Linked DNA regions of Canis lupus: region 2 is linked to region 1. A link is a contact called in public Hi-C data. All regions are on one chromosome and are shown on one strand. The core of a region is the stretch at or near the end of the contact, and the rest is flanking DNA. Distances in the headings are between cores, read along the strand shown. Region 1 overlaps MEIS1 (homeobox protein Meis1). Region 2 overlaps LOC106559424 (a long non-coding RNA gene).

Region 1 (6,309 bases), core at 1,498-3,997:
CATCTTGAACTCAACACACCGTGAAATCTCTGACCATTAAGCTTTAACATAGAGTCAGGGCAGCACCCCTTAACAGGGAAATATTTTTACTGCAAAGAAACCCTCAAAGAGGCCTCTAGTCACCTCCTGAAGCCTGTGGAGGGATGTGCAAAGAGATGTCATTCGCCCTTGATCAGAATAGCGTGTTTCATGTTACAGAATGTGCCTGGAGCCGCCTTCGGGCTCTGGGTGCGAATCACGGGTGGTGGCCGTCTCGGCGAGGTCCGGCCCAGGTGTGGTGTGAGATGCCACAGGTGCCACTGCAACAGAGTCACCACTGTCTTCCCGGAACGAGCTCATTTTCAATAGCTGAGTGTCCTGAAGGGAGTCCAAGGGCGCCCGGCCTCCGGAAGGTCAGTCACTGCGGCGTTAGTGGCGTTGGGTTACTCCTCACGGGTTGCTGCGGGGCTCTGGGTCTTTAACAATGTGAGTCCAGTGGAATAAGGGCAGTGGACATTGAGTCAGACACGGTGACACGACGACACATCTAAACTGCCCCGGCTTACACAAATGCCACAAATTCGACGCCGACCTTGAGTCGAATGCCATTCCCGGCCAACTCCACCCCGGGCTTGCTTTGGAGACGTTTTCCTTAAAACAAGTAGCTAGGACTTCGGTATTTTCTTTGTAAGACCCTTAGAGCCAATTCCCACTTTTTTTTTTTTTTTTTTTGTGGTGAGGGGAATGGATCTTGAACCAGCTCATGTTCCCAGGTTTTTTGTTTTTGTTTTTGTTTTTTTTTATGTTCCCAGTTTTTGTAGGTAACTTCCAGAACACGTCTCTTACTTCAAACAAGCTCCTACAGCCCTTTACTCGGATCCTCACATTTCTATCTCGATGCGATTCTCCAAAGATATTTCCTTCTAACACGAAAATTCTATTAATTTCTAACTCCTTCATGTGACAACCAAACATGCTCATTTCCAAAGGAAAAAAAAAATCTGGATGGAAAACAATATGTTAAAATAGCACATTGCTGCGTGTATAAACAATATGTCTATTAAACTAAAGTGTCATATAGTTTGCTGAAATTTACAGAATAATTCATCACTTCCTTATAAAGCCTTACTTTTTCCCTTAATGAACACTGTTTTATTTTGGGCAGACCGTGTTATTTAAAAATGACAAACATGGGTTGAACTAGAGAAATAATGTTTGTTTGAATTTAATGCATTTGAAAAGATTTTTTTGAAGTAGTCTCTTCATTTTAATCTAAGGGTGAATAAGTAAGTACATCTCTCTGTTGCAAAATCAGGGAAATGCAAGCACTTAACATTCCTTGGCATTAATTCTTATTGTCCAGGCATCAAAAGTTGATTAAAATACTAAAATTATTTAAGTTTTTAAACTTTCCATATGGAATCCTAAAAGGGCGTATTTTTTTTTCCTGCCAGACATATTGAGATGAATCAAGCTGAATGATTTTAAAAATTAACTTTTTAAAACTTGATAGTTACAGATGTTTTAATCTTTGGAAGCCATTACATGTTCATTTTCCTTTCAGCATTAATTACACATAATGACCTCTACCTATCATATACTTTGGAAGAAAACTACATTTGCTTACATTTTCCACTGCTTTTAAAAATAAAAATAGCTTTCATTATTATCAAAAAGGACAGACTTTTTAATTGTTAAAATTTTGGTATTTTTGAAGACTTGTCTTTGGCTATTCTCACTGGAAAGTTCTATGGTGAATAAAACTGCTACATAAATTCCCCAAATAATAGCTTAATTACTTATAAACTCTGGAAACAATTAGTTTATCATCCTTTGAAGTGAGTGAGGCAACTTGCCAGGCTGAGAGCAAAACGCTTGTCACTTGTTCATGTAATGAGCTTAGTTTCTTTTTGTTATTTTAGATTATTTGGAAAAGGAAACTCAGTGGAATACACTTTAATGTTCAAAAGATTAAAAGTTGAATCATTCACTTCATAAATGGCCTCTGCAATAACACTTAATAAAGTACAGAAAGAAATATTGAAGGCTCTGAAGATTATAATTTATGTGCTTATGGAAATCATTGAAACAGATATTCTGGTTCAAAGATAAAGTTGTGCTCGAATGACACCAATATTGTAAAAGATTGACGAGGACTGTCCTCCTTCTCAGCCTCATCATATCATCCCTCCTACAAACCGCCGAATTACAGAAGCAGCCTCTTCTCTCCCTTCTCTCAGATCCCCCTTCCCTCCTGGCTCCCGCCCCAGCACCCGCACCCCGCTGCTGGCTCCGGGTCCCCAGCCCCTCACCCCTTTCCCTCTCGCCCCACCCGCCCCCTCCCGCTTGCTGGCTGCTCTCCTCCCGCCCAGTCCCCGTAAGGTGTAAAGTGTAAGGTGTAAGGTGTAAGGTGTAAGGTGTAAGGTGTAAGGTGTGCTCTCTCCCCGGCAAACCCAGAGGAAGGGAAGTTCTGAACAGAAGTGGTGATTGTGGGGCTGCGACACTCTATGTCTGAAGGTCACCCCAAAAATGAGCTAGAAGGCAAGACACCCAGAAGAGGATGCTGACTTCACGTTGGGGGGGGGGGTTGGCCGGGCTGAATTGTGAGGTGCAGGGCGCAGGTGGGGGGAGAGAAGTCCCCGGGGGGGAGGAGGAGGAGGGGGAGGAGGAGGAGGTCGGCTTCTCAGAGGCGGGGTGACTGTTACTGCAGCCACCAGCAGCGGGTCACCAGAGCCAACACCTGAGGCCTCCGCCCGCCCCCTCCTGACCTTGGCGGCGGGCGAGCCAGGCCCGGGGTCACTCCATCCCTGACTGTGGCTCCGTCTGCCTGGCTCGAGGGAGGGAGAGAAACTGAGGCCAAGAAAGGCGGACAGGTCCCCAGGGGAGTCCGGGCTCCTTCTGGCTCCCCTTGGGGCCTGTCAACCCGACGGACCAGGACAGCCAACTTGGGCACCATTTCGCAGGTTTCCAAACGACGTCAGCAGGCTTCCCAGGGCGGCCCCTCCTGGGAGTCCTACCTACAAACCCACCTCCCCTTTGTCGCCGCGCCCCTGGCCGCAGTCCCAGGGGGTCAACCTGCTTTGGGGAGGTGTCTGCGGGTTTCCCCCGGCCTCCCGCCCTCCCCAGACCCGTGTGTCCGGGAACCGGGAGCCGAGACAGGGCGGTCACTGCTGTCATCAGGGGACAGGGAGGGCCACCGGCAGGACAGCTGGGTGGGAAGGGGAGGCCGAGGGAGGAATCCCCGCTGCTCCTGGGGAAATTCATATTCCGTGTATGTTCCCCTCACACCTGAGATAAATCCCGCGGGGCCTACCCACAGAGCCCGCAGCACTTATTTATTTGCATGTCAGGCTCATAATGCGCTGGAAAGCAAGACGGATCCTCCAGGAGGGGAGGAGATGAGGCTCACCTTTCAGGCGCGCTCTCTTAAATAAAAAAGAATTGTCCAGCTGGGCGCCTGAGAATTTATCTTGAGTTTGTGGTCATTATCTCTATTATATAGCCCCGGCAATAAATAAATCGGGTAGTTACTACCCAACAATAAAACTGTAGTGTATGGGACACCTTACTATTACTTTCTTAATAATCTGCCGTTTCTTTCACTTTAAATCTTCCCCGTCTTGTCTTCGCACTTGTCTACAAGGATCTATCTTCACCCTCCAGGTACCAGACCGGCTCGGTTCATTTTTATATTTTGTGAACACAATAAGTTTTCCTGTCTAGACTTTCTGTTTTTCCTCCTATTTCTCCGGCTGCCTAATCCGCTTCAAGACAAAGGGTCGGGCCCGGATCAAACGTCTTCCCCGCGCCCCTCTGCGATCCGTTAGGCGCCCCGCGGGCCCGGGGACGAAGCCCCCCCGCCCAGGCCGCACGTCTCTGTAGGGTCTCGGGGTGGGGGGCGCCGACTCCCCCACGGGGTCCAGGGAAGGTAACCCCGCGCCCCCGCGCATCCCCGGTAACGAAGCCCCCCCCCCAGGCCGCAGGTCCCCGTGGGGTCTCCGGGGATGGGGGCACCGAGTCCCCCACGGGGTCCAGGGAAGGTGACCCCGGTGCCCCCGCGCATCCGCGGTAACGAAGGCCCCTCCTCCCCAGGCCGTAGGTCCCCGTGGGGCCTTGGGGATGGGGGGCGCTGACTCCCGCATGGGGTCCGGGGAAGGTGACCCCGGTGCCCCCCTGGGCATCCCCGGGTACGAAGGCCCCCCAGCTCCAGGCCGCAGGTCCCCGTGGGGTCTCAGGGTGGGGGGCGCTGACTCCCCCACGGGGTCCGGGGAAGGTGACCCCGGTGCCCCCCTGGGCATCCCCGGGTACGAAGGCCCCCCAGCTCCAGGCCGCAGGTCCCCGTGGAGTCTCAGGGTGGGGGGCACTGACTCCCCCACGGGGTTCGGGGAAGGTGCCCCCCGCGCCCCCGCGCATCCCCGGTAACGACGGCTCCCCCCAGGCCGCAGGTCCCCCTGGGGTCCGGGGAAGGTGTCCCCGGTGCCCCCGCGCATCCCCGGGAACGAAGGCCCCCCCATCTCCAGGCCGCAGGTCCCCTGGGGTCTCGGGGGATGGGGGCGCCGACTCCCCCTCGGGTCCCGGGAAGGTGCCCCCGCGCCCCCGCGCCCCGGCCAGCCCCCGGGTGCTCCCCAGCCCCCAGGGCGCCGCTGCGCGCACTGTCCGGCTCCGCGGCCTCCGGGCGCCGTCGCCCCACCGCCCGTGCGCCCCGCGGGGGTCTGGGGGCGCGGGGCCGCCCCTCGGCTCCTCCCGGCGCCCCCATCCCCGCCGGGGCACCGCGCGGCCCTTGGAGCCGCCCGCGAGGTCGGGCCGCGCTCGGCCGCTGAGACCCCGCGGAGGCGCCCCGGGGGCGTGGGGGTCCCTGCCCGCGCGCCCCGCCGGCCTCCCCCGCGCACCTGGGACCGGCTCCCGGCGGGCGGGGGGCGCTCGGGGAGGCGGCCCCGCGGGGAGGGGAGGGGAGGGGAGGGGAGGGGGGCAGCCTGCGTGCAGCCCCGCGGAGCCCGAGCCGCGCCTGGCTCCCGGAGCGCCGCGTCGGGGCCGGGGCCGGGGCCGGGGCCGGGGCCGGGGCGTGGGGGGGGGGCCGGGGGCGGGGGCCGGGGCCAAGGGGCAGGGTAGGCCGGGAGAGAAAACAAACAGCCCCGCGTCGCCTCCCTTTTGTCTTTCTACTGCTTGTGCCAAGAAACCTCCTGGAGCCACAGCGAGCCCCCGCCGGGCTCGGGGGCGACGGTGGGACTGGGACGCGGCCACCCTCGGGCCCCAATGGGGGGGGGGGGTGCAGAGGGACGGGGGGCCCGAGGCCGGCGGCGGATGCTGCAGGGACGATGAACTCCTCACCTTTCCTGCTCCACGCGCCCCTTAGAGCATCCGCGCCGCCGAGCGCGCGTCTGCAGCTCGCCGTGCACTGCGCTGGGCTGGGATAAGGGCTTTTACGACTCGGAAACCGGCGGCTGGGAAAATATTCACGTTTGGGACAGAAAACATTTTTTATTTATACCTTTGACATTTAAAAGAGCAGAATTAATTTGTCCTGTCTACATTAGCATTGAGAGAAAGTTTCAGAAATCCACCCGGGGAGCGGGGGGGTGGGGGGGGGAGGAAGGGGGAGAGAAAAAAGGAGAGGAAAAAAAAAAGAAGAAAGAAAGAAAAAGAAAAAGAAAGAAAAGAAAGAAAGAAAGAAAGAAAGAAAGAAAGAAAGAAAGAAAGAAAGAAAGAAAGAAGAAAGAAAGAAGAAAGAAAGAAAGAAAGAAAGAAAGAAAGAAAGAAAGAAAGAAAGAAAGAAAGAAAGAAAGAAAGAAAGAAAAGCTAGGCTTGGTTTTTCTTATTTCAGATCTGTAATCAATCATGGAAATAGGAGGCAGCAAAATTGTAAAGATTCGATAGATTAAAATGCAAATGAAAGGTAGAAAAAGAAACATTAACATGGCGATCAAAGATTTAATAACCGTAAATCAGGTTGTTTTTTTTTTTTCTGTTGCAGCTGCAGTTTGTGTGTGTGTTTATGTTTTAATCATGTTCGTTCCATAAATAAATAATTTCTGAAACGAGACTAATTTTTCATTATTTTAACCGTGGGCTATAACACTAAATATTAAAAATAGAAAACGTACACGGAGCCAGATCCCCAACCAAATAAGAGAAAGACTTGTGTTGATTGGTTAAAATCAAAGGGTTCCATTTGTGTGTTCTGAAAAAGGGTATTATGCTAAAAAATTCTATCTCGACTGACAAAGCCCAAAGTTTATTTTCCCTTTAATATTTTATGTTAACGACAAGATACCATTTATATTAAATATATGCGCTGCTGCATATCCATTTCACTTTGAGCACTTTCAAAGA
Region 2 (6,309 bases), core at 2,431-4,930, 1.1 Mb before region 1:
AATAAGTCACAGGCACCCATAGGCCTTAATGAAACCCCATAAATGGGTTGGGGGGGGGGTGGTGGGGATAGGGGAAAGGAGGTTTTGTGCTGTGGGGAAACAATGGCCAGTTCATCTTACCATGTATCCGAGGCCTGTGTTTTCAAGACAGAAGGGGGCCTTTGTGTTAATTGCACTGATAAAACTCTCCTGATAGAGCTTCCCCTGGAACGCGGGGACAAAAGATGTGACATTTCGCCCCGTGTGAATGCCACACTGCCAAACAGACATTTTCTAAAGCAGAGAAGTATCGGTCCCGGCACCCCCCACCCCCAAAACCCCCCGCCTTAGCAGATCAGCTAACCTCTCCTGGTGTGCAGAGAAAATAAATAAAAACTGTAAGACTAAACCATCTGCTGTTGGGGGTGTCTGGCTTTTTTCTTGGTGGTTTGGAGCTTCCAGGAATCTATTTTGGTTTCTGACGGATCCAAGCAGTCTTCAGACACAATGGACACAGAGGCAGGCGCATAGAGTAGAGGAGCATGTGCTGACCAGGGAGTTAGGGTGTCAGCGGGTCTTCCTGGGAAGGAGGAATTTCAGCCAGTTACTGGAAATCACATTTCTGAGCAAAAGACATAATAGTCTAGGTGAAAACCGGAGGCTGAAGATGAGGAACCAGCAGGGCTCACTGCCTGTCTATCTAAAAACTATTTTATAAAAAAGTATGATGGTGTCGTGCAAAATCTCTAAAATAGACTTCCCCATACAAGTATTTTCAATTAAAAGGATTCCTTATTTGTTTTGTTCCATAGATACGTAGCTTAACACCGGTTTAATCATAGCATTTGTATGATTTTGGAACTTGCTTTTTTGGAACTTTCATCATTTCACATGCATTTTCCCCAAGTTACTACCTGACCTTTGTAATCACCACTTTCAGTGGATGTACAATCTACCAAGTGGATATATCATGATTTCTGTATTAGTTTTCTTATTCTTGCATACTTAGAATGCTCGTGACTTTTCACTATTATAAATAATATTGCAGTACGTATCTTCATACCATAAATGCTTTTCTTTTTAAGGGAAATATTCATTAGGATAATCCCCCAGGATCTTGGGTTCTGTTTACATGAACACAATGGCAGTGTTTCCTAAATAAATAAGTCAGCGGCACCCATAGGTCTCAATGAAACCCCGTAAATGGGTTGGGGGTTGAAGAAGGCTATGAATCCTTAAGGCTTTTAAACGTATAATATTATATTGTGTCCCAGAAGGATTTTCTAAGTAAAGTAGTTCATTTTTCAGACTAATCACATTCTCATTTTTACAGTGCTGCTGTATTTTCACAGTCCTTTCTCTTCTTATCTGCCAGGACAATCCCTCCATCTTCATGGGCTTCCTCAAACCCTCTCACATAAATGTTTCCTATTTCATCTCCCTTAAGGCTGGGATGTTGCCCCTTGGAGACCCTTAGATGAAGATGTTAAATGCAATTTATTTTCATCATTGTAGAGTGGAATGTTTCAACCTGTAATATATAAATTCCTAATTGCCATCTAGGTTCAGATATACTTAGTTTTAGACTAATCTATAATCCATGTACGTCTCTTTACCCTCCAATAGCTTGAAGGTGTACTAACGGGGGTAGATACCTTTTGAGAAGTCTATCCAATAGCTGGATCTATTAATTTATGAATTATCACCACACTAGATCACATGACTGCCTTCTTCACCGCCCCCCTCCCCCCGGCCCCATGTTTGTTGGAACCACGTGTGGATGCTTGAACCAAAGTGAACCATGTGCCACCACAGGACAGAGAAGTGAATGGGGGAACGATGTAGAGGAGAGAGGGAAAGGGAGAGAGACAATTCAGTAGACTCACAGAGAAAAACAGAGCTAGGAGTGAATATGAATTATTTTCTGGGTTCCTAATGATAATCACACTTCTTAGTTCCAGGCTTTCCTCTAGTCTGGCTGCATTTTCTTGGCTTTGAATTTGGAGAGACCCCCAATAAAAATTCTCGTTATAATAAATTTCTCTCACCCTCGCTTTCTCTCCTTCCTCCTCCTGTATTTTGTGTTTATTTTTTGTATATGCCAACTTGGCCTCTGATTCACTTGTACCACAAATAAAACTAGAGGTAGCAGTCCCTTGGTGATGTGCTAACCCAGTAAAATAGCCTAATAACAAAATAATGAGTTTGAACATTGGCGAAGGTTTCAGCTACTCTTTGCTGCTGACGAGTGGGGCCGACAGGTTAAAACGTGGCTTAATTCCATTTATGATTCTGAAGCAATGGAATCCTTGAGGGAAACGTTTTTCCCCCAATAAGTTGAAATTATTGACACTGCAAAACCTAGTTTATCACAGTTGCTCAAAATGCTGGACAGTTTGGATGATCTTACGCAATGACTGATTCAAGGCTTTGGGCCACCATATATACAGATATATGATCCAAAGGGCAAGATGTCTATAATAGTTCCTCCTGAAAACTTAGCTGAATACATGGGGCTGATTTTGGAAGCAGACAGCACAATTTTCAAGGAGAAAAAAAAAAAAGGCAATTTGGTCTTCTTGATATAATTAAAACAAAAACTCAAGAAAACTTAAAGGCCTTGTCTCATACCTTCTCACCTATGTCTTGGAATTTTTTTTTTACCTTAAAGACCGTATGATATAAATTAGAATCTTGTGTCTAGGGGACCCCTGGGTGGCTCAGCAGTTAAGCGCCTGCCTTCGGCCCAGGGCCTGACCCTGGACACTCGGGATCGAGTCCCGCATCCGGCTGCCTGCATGGAGCCTGCTTCTCCCTCTGCCTGTCTCTGCCTCTCTCTGTGTCTCTCATGAATAAATAAATGCAATCTTAAAAAAAAAAAAATCTTGTGTCTAAAACCGACACTCTGAAAAGGATGTTTGGAAAAGCTAGCTGAACACCTTGGGTTATTACTGATCTTCTATATTTTTTCCCTTTCTTGCTCTTATCTGTCTATGTATGTATGTATCTATCTGTATCTATTTATAGATCATGGAGCAAAAAGGGGAGCATGCGGGTGAGAGTGAGACAGCCTCCTTGCTACCCGAGGAAGCCTTCCGTACTGAGAAACAAAGAACACAAGCCTCTGTAATTGGGATAAATTGTAAATCATGCCCTCTCTTGACCCTTTGGGTAGCGGGGTTGTATTAAAGGATCTAACTGACCCTGGAAAAACATCCTTTCTCCTGGTCTGAAATGCTTCCCCCTTCAGAGCTTTGGAGATCCTGGAGCCTAGTGAGGGATTGACATTTCAGAAACTCCATGCAAATCTGTCCCTGCCAATGGAGTGTATATGTGTGTGTGTGTGTGTGTGTGTGTTTAAATTACAAACAATTGACTAGCCTTTTATGACTCTGATTGTACAATAAGGAGCAATGGGCAAAGCTATCAAATCATTTTAAATTGGCCTCTCAGTATTTTCCTGTTTGCTGACTAGATGGAGTTTATCAGTGGATTGACATATTTCCTAGCATATGTGACCTCAGGCAGTCATTCTCCATTTTTTTTTTTCCCCTGCCAGTGTTTTGTTCATTCATTTAATTAAAGTGTGACGAGTGCCCAGAAAATGCCTGGAACTGTGCTGGACATGATGATTGCTACTTAGGGCAGATCTGCTGCTGCTCCATGGATCCTCTCCTCTGCTCTGATGTGGTCAGGAGGCAGCAAGCCCAGCCAGTGTGAGCCAGGGAACCGAGGGGTCAGCAAACAGTGCCCGGCCTCAAGCAACATGCAGTCTTCTCAGTGAGATGAGGGACGTGCCTTTGCTCCCTCGGCAGTGGAAGTGGCCGTAGGCTCCCTCCCCTGAGGAGGTGGCAGGGATGAGCAAAGACTGTCTACAGGCAGGACATCAACTGGCTGAAGCGGTGCCCCAGAGACTTGCTAAAAAGGGGTCTGACTATGTCTTGAAGAACAGGCAAGGCTGAGGAATGGGCAAATGGGGGCTAGAGAGAGGACGGCTGGGGGAGGAGCAGTGTAACTACGCTGGAGGGACCTGAGCTGGGCAGCGATTGAAGACCCTTGAATATACCGAGGAGCCTGGACTCCATCCCAAAGGCAGTGAGATGCCAACTTTTGACTAGTCCACAGACTTCCTTTGGAAGTTTTTGACCCCATCCCTACAGGTTCCAAACATGGGCATTATCTTTTCTCTCCTCTTCCTTCAGATCAAGAGCTACTTTGACTCCCATCAGACTTTCAGTTTTGTGGTCTGAAAATAATGACCTTGAACTTTGGGTTAAAAGCCTGGTCAAGGGGAGGCCCAGAGCTTGGTATAGGGAGGTGTGGAATTAGTTGTTTGTCTGTGGTCTCAGGCTGGTTTCCCGGCACATCTCCCTCACAGAGAGGGACTTGAGAATGCATGCGTGTGCAGGGTATTATGTGCGTGTGTGTGTGCGCGTGTGTGGTGGAAGCAGATTTCGAAGAATATCTGGCAGCCTGGTAGCAAGTTTGCCAACAGGATTTATTGCTGTGGAGCCCAAGATGTTGAAACACAATGAAAGTGTTTCTTTCCCCCAACCAACTTAGGGAGAGTTTTCTAGGAGAACATAGACGTATACATACACATATACGTACACATGCACACACATGAAAGGTATCCAAGAAAATAAGAGATAATTTTTTCCCCCTAATCTTTATGAATGTATTTATTTTGGATTTTAGGACAGGTTTTTCATCTCCTTACATACATGTGTAAAGGATTTTTCTCCTTGAATTAATAGGTTGAGTCTATAGAACTTGTTTTTTTCCATCCCCTGGATTATTTCTCTCTTTGTCCATATATTGTTGACCTAGAGAGCACCTGTCTTCTCCATTTCAAGGGGCTGCACGGTGCCGTGGAAGGGAGAAGGACTGGGGAGAGGCTGGAGCAAGCAGACCACACCAATGGGGGTAAAATACCATCTTCCGAATTTGGGGCTGTTATCATAAAAGAATCTTGCGAATGGACCCCCCGGGGTGAGCTTTCCACGCACTCCAGCTCCAGAGAGACGGATTAAGGCTGTAACGCACCTGTTCAGGTACAAGTTGAACAGTATTTCCTTTTACAGTTTGTCTCCAGGCCAAAGGGAGGTAGTGATTCTGTTTGAGGGCCTGGAGGTGGTGTGGCCGTCGGGGCTGGTTGGGAGAGCGTGTGTAGACAGCGGCCGACTGCAGAGGGCAGTGTGAGACCGCAGCGCCGCGAGCTGGGGCCAGCCTGGCTGGTCCTGACACAGGCCACCTGTGATGTTTCAAGATAAATTGTGTTAGGGGGGAAGCTGGTCTATTGGGTTTACAGTAAACGTATGCCAGTTACCTTCACCCCAAAGAAAGTCTTTCTAAGGTTTTCCCCCTCTTCCCCAATCTCAAGACATCAAGTATTGAGACTGGCTGAGTGACAACTTGTACTTTCTTCTCTTCAGGGGTGTGAATGTCTCTTGTAAATCCCTGTGATGACAACTGAGATGATATTTAGTGCCTTGCGATGCACTAAAATTTAACTGCAGTGGGTGCTAATGCAGCTCTGTGTGGGGAAAGACACTTCTTGAATAATCATAATACTAACAACCCAGATACCTTCTAAGTCTTTTCTGGAGCATTAGGAACTGTAGCAAGTGTGTCGAAGGAATCTTTTCCTCAAGAGCTGGTTCTGGTGCTTTTCCTCAAGAGCTGGCTCAGGATGCTCCGAAGGTGGGACTTCCGGGAGGAGAGGGGACACTGGTGGGTGTTGGAGAGAGTGGCTGGTCTGGCACAGAGCTTAAGGGTGTTCTCTAGGCTCAGACAGACTTGGGTTCAAACCTGCCTCTTGAATTTTCTCTACCGTAAAGTTGGGGGTAATCGTGGAAAAATTTAGCAAACTACTAAAGTTTCTATATTAAGGGAGATAACGCGTGTAAAATGCTTAGCACAGTGACCCGGAGTAGAGAGTATCTGGAACGTGATGTCATTACTGATGGAGCTTATCAGTGGATTGACATATTTCCCAGCATATGTCCAATTTGCAAATATTTATTGAGCGCCTACTAGGGGATTTGACAGAGAGCGGCATCAACAGGAACTTACCCGTAGGGCTAGTGACAAAGAGGGACACGGAGACCTTATCACATCATGGCAGTAGTTGGGAGGAAGTATAGCTAAGTGATAAATAACATGGAGTCCGGTGTCTGGGTTTGAATCTAGTGCTGTTACTCGTAGCAGTATGACCCCTGGGGAGGCTCAGACCTTACCAGTACTTACCTCAGAGAGCCTAGCAAGGATGCCATGAGTTAATAGTCACACAAGTATTAGAATGATGCCTGGCATGTGGTGTCAGCCATA

The links. A called contact is a pair of places that touch in the nucleus more often than the background predicts.
Region 2: a contact with region 1 is called in a Hi-C map of amygdala, with 5 times the contacts expected there. The contact joins two enhancer-like sites. A contact is called at or near these places in 2 of 9 Hi-C or Micro-C datasets (amygdala and skin fibroblasts).

The regions. Positions count from the first base shown.
Region 1 is chr10:67,202,644-67,208,952 of UU_Cfam_GSD_1.0, reverse strand. The region is part of intron 12 of MEIS1 (homeobox protein Meis1); the gene reads right to left. Among named protein-coding and RNA genes, the nearest start is that of MEIS1, 150 kb to the right of the region's middle. Within about 2 kb of position 2,747, at least 2 of the 20 cell types and tissues checked have an H3K27ac peak or open chromatin away from gene starts, as enhancers often do.
Region 2 is chr10:68,308,117-68,314,425 of UU_Cfam_GSD_1.0, reverse strand. LOC106559424 (a long non-coding RNA gene) reads left to right here. Exons shown (of 3, transcript XR_005366198.1): 3 at 1-378. Among named protein-coding and RNA genes, the nearest start is that of C1D, 160 kb to the left of the region's middle. Within about 2 kb of position 3,680, at least 3 of the 20 cell types and tissues checked have an H3K27ac peak or open chromatin away from gene starts, as enhancers often do.